Linked DNA regions of Bos taurus: region 2 is linked to region 1. Evidence: chromatin contacts called from public Hi-C data. All regions are on one chromosome and are shown on one strand. Each heading gives the region's core, a stretch centred on a gene start, on an enhancer-like site or on the middle of the called end of the contact. The rest is flanking DNA. Distances are from core to core; before and after follow the strand shown. Region 1 holds the start of CFAP298 (cilia and flagella associated protein 298). Region 2 holds the start of URB1 (URB1 ribosome biogenesis homolog).

The links. Hi-C and Micro-C count contacts between places; a contact is called where the count stands out from the background.
Region 2: a Hi-C map of skeletal muscle shows a contact between it and region 1, with 4 times the contacts expected there. The contact joins the promoter of URB1 here to the promoter of CFAP298 in region 1. A contact is called at or near these places in 2 of 11 Hi-C or Micro-C datasets (liver and skeletal muscle).

Annotation. Positions count from the first base shown.
Region 1 is chr1:2,922,110-2,927,223 of ARS-UCD2.0, reverse strand. It overlaps CFAP298 (cilia and flagella associated protein 298), which reads right to left and starts at 2,568. Exons shown (of 7, transcript NM_001046407.1): 1 at 2,202-2,568. The coding sequence starts at 2,340.
Region 2 is chr1:3,100,880-3,105,911 of ARS-UCD2.0, reverse strand. It overlaps URB1 (URB1 ribosome biogenesis homolog), which reads right to left and starts at 2,649. Exons shown (of 39, transcript NM_001205980.1): 1 at 2,508-2,649; 2 at 109-248. The coding sequence starts at 2,649.

The DNA of each region.
Region 1 (5,114 bases), core at 1,319-3,818:
CTTCCTAGAGGTCAGGGGCCCGTTGGCTATTTTATTTAGCAGACACTTAGATGTCACTTGCTATGGCATACCTGTCCCTGACCTCTGACAAATGCGCACCGATGCATCCTAGATCAACAGAAGCAGAGTCTGGGGGCTCACCCACCGGAAACAGGCTGCAGTTTCTGTGCGCCAATCCTCTGTGCTATGTTATACCTCCTGGCATTCAGGAGGCATAAATTGAAATTCACTGAGAAGTTGAATACATACCCAACCCAAGGACTGAACCCAGGTTTCCTGCATTGCAGGCGGATGGTTTACCATCTGACCTACTAGGAAAAGAATCCGCCTGCCAGATGTGTGTTGGATCCCTGAGTTGGGAAGATTTCCCTGGAAGAAATGGCACCCGACTCCAGTATTCTTGCCTGGAAAATTCCATAGGCAGAGGAGCCTGGCAGGCTACAGTCCATGGGGATGCAAAGAGTCAGACACGACTGAACAGGTAGCACAGATTAAATGAATGGGTTTCCCATTCACTAATGAGACTCTGAACAATCAGCACCACATTTCAATTGATAATTTCACAGAAAAAGAAGCTGAGGCCCTTTCCCCTCCAGATGCTTTGATTTTAAAATAACACTTAATTGAGCTTGGTCTGGAGTAGGTAAATTTTACTAAGAAACGATACATATGACCCACAAATGAGTTCTTAAGGAATGGATAGTTTATGATCCTTAAGGAGTACTCTATGGTACAAAAATCAAACAATCACATCGTGGATCACATCTGGACTAACACACTGTCAAGTACTGTGCTGCCTAAGGCAACAGTTAGGAGCTTCAGGAGGCTCTGAGTGCTAACTCCTTTCAGTCCTGTCCGACTCTTTGCGACCCCATGGACTGTAGCCCATCAGGCATCCTCTGTCCATGGGATTCTCCAGGGAAGATTACTGGAGTAGGTTGCCATGTCCTCCTCCAGGGCTCTTTCCAACTCAGGGACTGAACCCTGTGGCTTTTAAGTCTTCTGCATTGGCAGGCACATTACCGCTAGAATTTACATTTAAATGAATTGAAATAAAGAATGCAGTGTCTTGGCGGTGTTCAACAGCCACCTGTGATACCGGCCACCCACTCCAGTGTATTCTTGCCTGGAGAATCCCGTGGACAGACCACGGAGTCGCAAACAGTCGGACACGACTTACAGCAACTACCACTGCTAGACGGCACCGCCAGGGAACATCTCCGCGCGGTGGAAAGTTGCATTGGCCGTCACGGCTCCGGGGTTGGGGGTGGGGGGGGTGGGGGATGGGCGGGGGGCAGTGACCAAAACACTGTAACATGAGGATCAGGCTGTTTCCGAGAGCAGGGAACACGGAGGGAGGCAAGAACGCCGAGTCTCTCTCGCCCTTGAAAACCATCCCAAAGCTGGGTGGCTCTCCCACCCGCCCCAAACCCCCCCGGAGACTGCTCTATCTTCAAAGTCTCAAAAGAGAACACTCTTAAAAATCGGCCCGGGGATCGTCCCACCTCTCACACTTGCGGAGATCCCCTACACCTGCTCTGGGGTCCAGGCTCTCGGCTCTCTCCTGTGCCACCTCCCGTCTCCCCCCTCCCCCCTCCTCGGTTTCGGGACTTAGGTCGGTTTGTTTTGCTTAGAGGCCCAATCCCGACTCCCCAGGCCGTGGAACGGCCCGTCCCGTCTGCTCCGAGCACCCTTCCACGCGGTGCAGTCAGTTCAGTCGCTCAGTTGTGTCTAACTCTTTGCGACCCCATGGACTGCAGCACGCTAGGCTTCCCTGTCCATCACCAACTCCCGGAGTTTACGCAAACTCATCTCCACTGAGTCGGTGATGCCATCCAACCATCTCATCCTCTGTCATCCCCTTCTCCTCCCGCCTTCAATCTTTCATCAGGGTCTTTTCCAGTGAGTCAGTTCTTTGTATCAGGTAGTAATGGAGTTTCAGCTTCAGCATCAGTCCTTCCACTGAATATTCTGGACTGATTTCCCACGCGGTGCAGTCGCTCCTGGAAGCATCTCTGGGGAAACCCGTGGTCCCCATCTCAAGCCCGGCAGCTGCGCGTCTTCGCAAAGTCTTCACTGGCCTGACCCTCGGTCGCCCCTAGTCGGCCCGAGTAGGCCTGGCGGGTCCCGCCCAACTTCACCCCGTCCCCGCGGGCCCGGTTCTCTCCTCCCGTCCCAGGCCCCAAGCCGCCGGGCCGCACCTGACCAGATGCGCTGCGCCTTGAGCCGCGCGTTGTAGACCCGGGCCACCTGCGCCGTGAGTTCCTCCAGCTCCGAGCTCCCCGGCGCCTGCAGCAGGAACTGGCTCTCGTCGCCCCGCTTCACGTGCAGCAGAACCATGGTGGTTGCGGGAGCCCCGCCGGAAGGCCCGGGACAAGCGGCCTGAGGTCACCCACCCCCGCGGGCGGACAGCGAAGATCACCGACCAACGGTTGCCGGGAGGCCGGAACCCCGGGTTCGAGCGTTCGCGGTGCTGGGACTGGGCAGGGGAACTGGGGGAAACGGCTCGGCTCCCGGAAGTGGCTGTTGCCAGGAGCAACAGAGAAACACGATCTGGGAGCGGGGAGAGGGAGGGGACTAGGGGGAAACAGTACCCGCTCTCAGAAGTGCCTGCTGCCAGGAGCAACAGAGAAACGCGATCTGAGGGCGGGGGTTGGGGCCCACGGCTCAAGGGCAGACCCTGAGGCTGGGGAAGCTACGGTGCGCGGGGACCCGGGCCTCCCTCCACTACCGGGACAGTAGGTGCAGCCGAGCAAAGGCTCCCGGACCGGCCCCCGCACCGCCTGAGCTGACTTCGCCGAGACCCCGCTCCCGGAAGTGGCTGTTGCCGTGGCAACCCTCAAACCGACCAGCTGGCTGAGGGGAGTTCTGGCCGCTGGGTCGGCTCGCCGGGGGCCCGAGATTCCATCCAGGGAGTTGGGAGGGGAGGCGCAGGGAGGTTGCTCGACCGGGAATGGGAAGGGGTGGCGGGCACCCAGAGACGCCAAGCCCCCACAGCAGTGTTCCCACCGTCGCTCGAGGCCTCGCCAGCCTTTCCGCCTTCCGCAGTCTCCACTTCCGGAAACGCCTCCGGCTGCTTCCGGTCTGGAGCGCTGAGGAGAGAGGCCGTGACGCACGGCTGAGGAGAGACCGTCGGCTGTTGGTTCTTTGGTCTTCAGGACTGAGGAATCGGGGAACGTGCCCGTACTTCTCCATGCGGGGTGATTCGGATGCCCAAGTCTAGTGTATCTGGCGCGGCTGACGCCGGAACGACGCTCCCCAAACTGTCGTCATTCACTGTCCAGCAAAATTCTTATTAAAGGCAGTCGTGGGCGGCGCTGTTTATTCCCAAACAGGGCGGCAGGTCCAGGGTCACTGCTCTCACGGAGCTTATAATCAATGTAAGTGACAACAAGAAAGCAAACATAAACGGATAAGGCAGATTTTAAAAAGTAAAAAAACAAACAGGGTGATGGACTTTTTAGATAGGATGGTCAAGGAATGTCTTAAAGGGATGGGTAACATTTGCACTGAGTCCTTGCTCACGCACAAGGCGCTTGCAAAGCTATCGAAGTAGTGCAAGATCCTCACCCCTGGTTGTCTGCTTGGAAGGGCCGTTGCCAAATACGAATTGATTTGAATTTTACAAGCACCTGGCACTCCGTGTACCTGAAACTTTTGACTCCCTGCGTTGAAATCTGTATCCCTCAAGTTCCCCGGGCAGAGGGAAGAAAGTGGGAGACTGTAGGCCTGGGAATGCGTCGAGGCAACCCAGAGCCTCATGTGAAGACTGCTAGAATGATACTGGATAGAAGGGGGATGGCGCCCAGCGGGGAGAGAGGTGTGTTTTCGTCTCTAGTACTGTCAGGGCAGGGATCACCCAGACCCTGGAACATGCAGTACTGGTCAGACTGGCAAATGTCTTTTACCCAGAGGGAGAAAGGGGTCTACTGGGTTCACCTACCTCCTGACTGCTGGCTGTAGGATCCTCCTCCGATTTTCTCCTGAATCCAACTAAGTATCCATCAGGCCACTCCTGCTTAAAACTTGCTATATACAGCCTTCTAGGTAGTGAGAACCATTTATCCACACACTCATGTATTACAGACAGGGTCTCGGGGTATAATTTTTAATAAATGTAAAAGGAATGAAAAGAATAGAAAACCCGTGTTTGTACTGGTCATCCAGTTCTGTACTTACCGACTTTACATTGTTGCTATTGTTTAGGTGCTAAGTTGTGTCCATAACCCCATGGACTGTACCCCACCAGCCTCTGGCCAAGGGATTCTCCAGGCAACAACACTGGAATGGGTTGCCATTTCCTTCTCCAAGGGATCTTCGTGCCCCGGGGATTGAACAGGGTCTCTGACTTGGCAGGCAGATTCTTTACCACTGGGCCACCATGGAAGCCCATTAACTACGCTGTCACAGGTCGAACAGGTGCACCATCTTTAATCTTTGACAGCACTGCTATTTGCCTTTGTATTCTTACATTGCAGTCCTTTCTGTGCTTTCTTAAGGTCCTTTTCTTCTCACCCAGGCCGTGTCATACAAATTTTGTGTGTAGCTTTTCCTCATTGTAGTTTAAGTGATCATACATCATGCCAAAGCCTATTGTATTGTCACCCAAGTGGGTTCTGAATTTGAAGACAAATATGACATCTGTGTGTTCCTATGTACTTTGGCTTATCTAAATATTTTAGGTACTGTTTCCTTTCTACGGTAAAGGGCATCTTATAAGCATTTGTATCTGCTGAAGCAATCCATTAGTAGTGATAAACACTCCAATACAGATAATTAATGGGGCACTCATGTTGACTGCTAGATATCAGGCAACCAGAGACGAAAAGAAAATTTTTACTGTACTGAAAAAAAATTGTTTTAATACCATTAACACACGTATGTGGGACTTCCCCCATGGCTCAGCAGGTAAAGAATCCGGCTGCAATGCAGGAGATCCAGGAGATGTGGATTCGATCCTGGGTCAGGAAGCTTCTCCTGGAAAAAGAAATGGCAACCCACTCTAGTACTCTTGCCTGGAAAATCCCATGGCTTGGTGGGCTACAGTCCATAGGGTCACAGAGTTGTAAACAACTGAGGGACTGAGCATACATACATAACGCACATATGTATCC
Region 2 (5,032 bases), core at 1,400-3,899, 180 kb before region 1:
CCTGCTTGGCGGGTGGACTCTTTACCACTGAGCCACCAGGGAAGCCCTAACACAACAGTAGCACTGACTTTTGCTTCTCCCCATCAGGCCAGGTAAGGAAAAGCGTACTTCACTTTCAGGGCGCTTCTCCCCACTCAGGAGCTGGAAAATCTCGGCACACTCCACAGAAATCTTGATGTACCCCTCCACAACATCGTACACATCTTCTCGGGGGAGCTTCTTAGCAGCGGAAACAAATGCCTCCAGGGCTGAAATGAGAGGCAGGGTCAGATGTTAATAAGGACAGTCTCTTTAGAAACAATCCCTGGTGCTACGGTGACAGAGGGAGATTGCTGGCAGGAAATAGCCAGGTGACTGGAAGCCGCCCGTGACAAGATGGAACAGAGGAGCAGGGTGGAGACAGGGAGATCAAGAGGACATGTCCTTAAGTCATGGGGAGCATCTTTCAAAGGCACTGGCTGAGAGCAGAACCCTTCCTGCTGCAGGAATCCTCCTGATGGGTTACTATTCGATGCTCCTGGGCATCCTCTGGGTCTTTATCAATGTAACCCTGCTCTCCATCCCCACCGCCCATCAACTGAAGGGGGAATAATGGATAAAGAAAATGTGGTATATCTATACACAGAAATACACATAAAAGGGACTTCCAGTGGTTAAAACTTCGCCTTCCAATGCAGAGGGGCAGGTCTCAACCCCTGGTCAAGGAGCCAAGATCTCAGAGGCCTCCTGGCCAAAAAAACACAAAACAGAAAACAGAAACAATATTGCAACAAATTCAATAAAGACTTTAAAAAGGGTCCACATCAGGGACTACCCTGGTGGTCTACTGGTTAAGACTCTGTGCTTCCACTGCAGGGGGCATGGGTTCGATCCTTGGCCGGGGAACTCAGCTGGCACACGCTGTACGGTGCAGCCATACATAAATAAATGAGTGAACAAATAGATAACTAAAGCAAAATAAAAATGCTTTAAACTTGTCCATATCAAAAAAAACAAAGGAAAGAAATACACACAATGGGATATTATTCAGCCTTTAAAAAAGAAGGACACTGGGGACTTTCCTGGTGGTCCAGTGGTTAAGACTCCAAGCTTCCACTGCAAGAGGTGCAGGTTCAATCGTAAGATCCCACATGCCACTCAGTGCAGCCAAAATTAAAAAAGTAAAAAAAAGACAGTAGGAAACTTCACCTTTTGCAACATTCTATATGAACCCTGAAGGCAGTAAATGAAACAAGTTAGGGAAAGACAAATACTGTATGTTCTCACTTACACATTCAATCTAAAAATGGCAGGGCCCATCTGATTCTTACCATTTGATCCCTACCCCAGCAAATAACAGCCCCTTGTAAATAATGAACAAATGAATGAATGAAATGTATGTGCTTAGTCACTCAGTCATGTCCAACTCTGTGACCCTTTGGACTGTAGCCCACCAGGCTCCTCTGTCCATGGGATTTTTCAGGCAATACTGGAGTGGGTTGCCATTTCCTTCCCCAAAAACTAATGAACAAATGAATGAATGAAATGTGTAATTCTGTGCTAAAGCAGGTATCATCTTCCTAGTACTAGCTAGCAGTTGCAGATATCAAACCTTTAAAAAAAAATCTGTGGAAGACAAACTAGAAACTGAGGATATTCTGGCCATGAACTTAATTTTTCACTTAAGAGAAACACTGTCACTGTTTCATTTTGACACAATGCCAGTGTTTCCACATATTAGCCTAATTCGATTGTGCTTTGTCCTCATAATCTAAATACTTTCTAATGGATTACAAGAAGTTGTGCAAGGGTGATCACACTTTTCAAAAAGTTGAATTATAGAATCTACTTCGTATCAGTCACTAATCTTGGTCAACTGACAGACCCTGTGGTGGCTTCCTGTGATAGCTTATTACGTGTTCTTGGGTCAGTGTGAGTGGTGGAGAATCAAAGCTACGCAAAACAGAGATGACAGCCATGGCAGTAACTGCAAACAGGCTCACTGAACAGCCCCGAACTGACTCTTGCAATCCCATGGACTATAACCCTCTGTCCATGGTATTCTCCATGGAGAATACTGGAGTGGGTTGCCATGCCTTTCTCCAGGGGATCTTCCCGACCCAAGAATCGAACCTGGGTCTCCTGCATTGCAGCAGATTCTTTACCGATTGAGCTATGAGGAAAGCCTCCGACTCAGTCAGGACTCCATAAGTATCTGCTGTGATGAATGAGGAGTACATTTACCCACTTTCCTAACAACTGCAATAAAAAGAATTTTAGAGCTTGCTGACAGATGCTGCCCGGGCAGGGGAAGCATGTACTCGCAGGGAAACTGTCACCATCAAGCAAATCGTGGCCCTGGACTCCCCGGCACCCAGGTCTCGGTTTCCCGACTACAAATCGGGAGGCTGGGCTCTGACCCTCGCTGCAGAAAGGAGCTGCTGCGTCTGCACACGGAGGCCCCACGCAGACAGAAGAAGCTGGGAGATCGCCTCTCAAGCTCGCGCTCTCTTCCCCGCTGCACTCACCCGGCCCCGCGCCCTGCGGGTCCCTCAGCTGAGCCTTGAAGCGCACGCCCGTGAGCTCTTCGGTGCGGGCCCGCTTGGCTGTGCTCGCCCGGGCAGCCGCGCCGTCCTGGCCGCCCGAGACCTTCCTCTTGGGGACCCCCATGGCCAAGCGGGCGGCGCGCCGGGATCCACACACCCGGAGACCTGGCGGAAGCAAACGCGCGGTGACCCAGCCAGCCTCTCAGGGCTCACACGTGGGGGGAACGGGGGTGGGGCTGCGGAAGGGGCGGGGCCTATGGAGAAAAGTCGACGGAAGGGGCGGGGCTTGTGAGCAACGCGGTCCGGCAGAAATCCTGTAGTAGAGGTAAACGGTTTCCGAGTCTCGGGTTCCCGTATGGTGCTACGGTAGCAGCTGGGTCGCTGGCGGCTCGGGAGCGAGGTGACACTCCCCGCAACACACTCCCCCTCCCCTACTCGGCCGCGGCTAGGAGAGGGCCTTCGGCGGCCCTTCTCGAGGGTTCTTAGCAGGAAGAACCCCCAGATCCTCCGCTCCCGAAGGGCGCGAGCCCAGACCCGTAGTCGCAGCACAGTGAGATCGTTCTTGCCCCGAGGACGCTCTGCTGTGGCCTCTGGAACTTGATTAACACGCGGCGGGATTCGATGCTTTGCTTAAGTTGAAGTCCTCCTGGTGGGTCGGGAGGGTGGATGCCCCTGGCTAATAGATTGAAGGCGGGAGGAGAAGGGGACGACAGAGGAAGAGATGGTTGGATGGCATCACCGACTCAGTGGACATGAGTTTAAGCAAGCTCCAGGAGATGGTGAAAGACAGGGAAGCCTGACGTGCTGCAGTCCATGGGGTCCAAAGGAGTCGGATAAGACTGAGCGACTAAACTTAATTGCCAGGCGGGCTTGTTGCGGGGAGGTCCTTGGTAAGGCAACCGGTCCGAAGTCTTGCGGATGCCCCTAACCCCGACCCTTAGTTTATCTCACCTCTCGGGCAAAGACAGGCTTGCCTGGTGGGATGTCACCGCAGACAGACTAACTAATGGGAGGACGGGCACCCTTTCGGCCCTGCAGGGTGGGAGGAGAGGATCAAATGAAGTCGTGTCTGTGAAAACCCCTAGTGGACAGCGCAGCGGCCGCCACGTCTAAGCCCCCGGTCATTAAAATGGAAACAGCGAAGCCAGATGTTGCCGAGCGGAGAAAATGATGCCATGTGTGCAAAACTGCTTTGACGGGGGAAAAAGGACTGTGTGTCTTTGTAAGATGTTACTCGTTGACTTGAGAGCCACATGAAATACTCTGAAATAAAATGGAGGCATCAATAGTAAAAACAGGCTGGTGCATTCCTTAATACCCCTTCATCAATACGTGGTTATGTGTTCAAATAAATCATGAACCAGGTCATGAGATGAGTAATTTGGTGATTCCTGGAATCATCAGTTAGCTCGCCCTCTAATTTGAGGAAATACTCTCCTGGGTTCTGTAAGCAAATCTGTATTGAATGTCTAAGGATGTGGGTTTTTTTGTGACCTGTTGAAGTTCCAGAATCTCTAATAGGAAACGTCTGTGGGATTGACTGTGAGTCAAGCACAAGCAAGACTATTGTGCTTGTGGAAATGCTTTTCTTGTAGGCAGGTCAGAGCAAGTGGCCTGACCAGATATGAGTTCTTGCAGCAATATTAAGAGACAGGGATATGCCCAAAATTAAGGCTGTAAAGGGTAATACTCTTATTAGGAAAGACAGACTTAATTATTTTTTAATTTTATTTAATTTTTAAACTTTACATAATTGTATTAGTTTTGCCAAATATCAAAATGAATCCACCACAGGTATACATGTGTTCCCCATCCTGAACCCTCCTCACTCCTCCCTCCCCATACCATCCCTCTGGGTCGTCCCAGTGCACCAGCCCCAAGCGTCCAGTATCGTGCATCGAACCTGGACTGGCATCTCATTTCATACATGATATTTTACATGTTTCAGTGCCATTCTCCCAAATCTTCCCACCCTCTCCCTCTCCCACAGAGTCCATAAGACTGTTCTATACATCACTGTCTCTTTTGCTGTCTCGTTCACAGGGTTATTGTTACCATCTTTCTAAATTCCATATATATGCATTAGTATACTGTATTGGTGTTTTTCCTTCTGGCTTACTTTACTAGACAGACTTAATTATTTTTTAAAAACTTTTTATTTAATATTGGAGTATAATAGATAACAATGTTGTGATAGTTTCAGGTGGACAGCAAAGGGATTCAGCCATACATATACATGTATCCATTTTCCTCAAACTCCGCTCCCATTCGGGCTGCCACATAACACTGAGCAGAGTTCCCTGTGCTATACAGTGGGTCCTTGTTGGTTATCCATTTTAAATATAGCAGTGTGTAGATGTCCATCCCAAGCTCCCTAACCATCCTTTTCCCCCAATGTTCCCCCCACCCACCCCAGCCAGGAACCATGAGTTTGTTCTCTAAGACAGACTTAATTTTGACTAATTGTCAACACGGGTTCTTTTCTGTGGTTTATTGCCAACCACCAA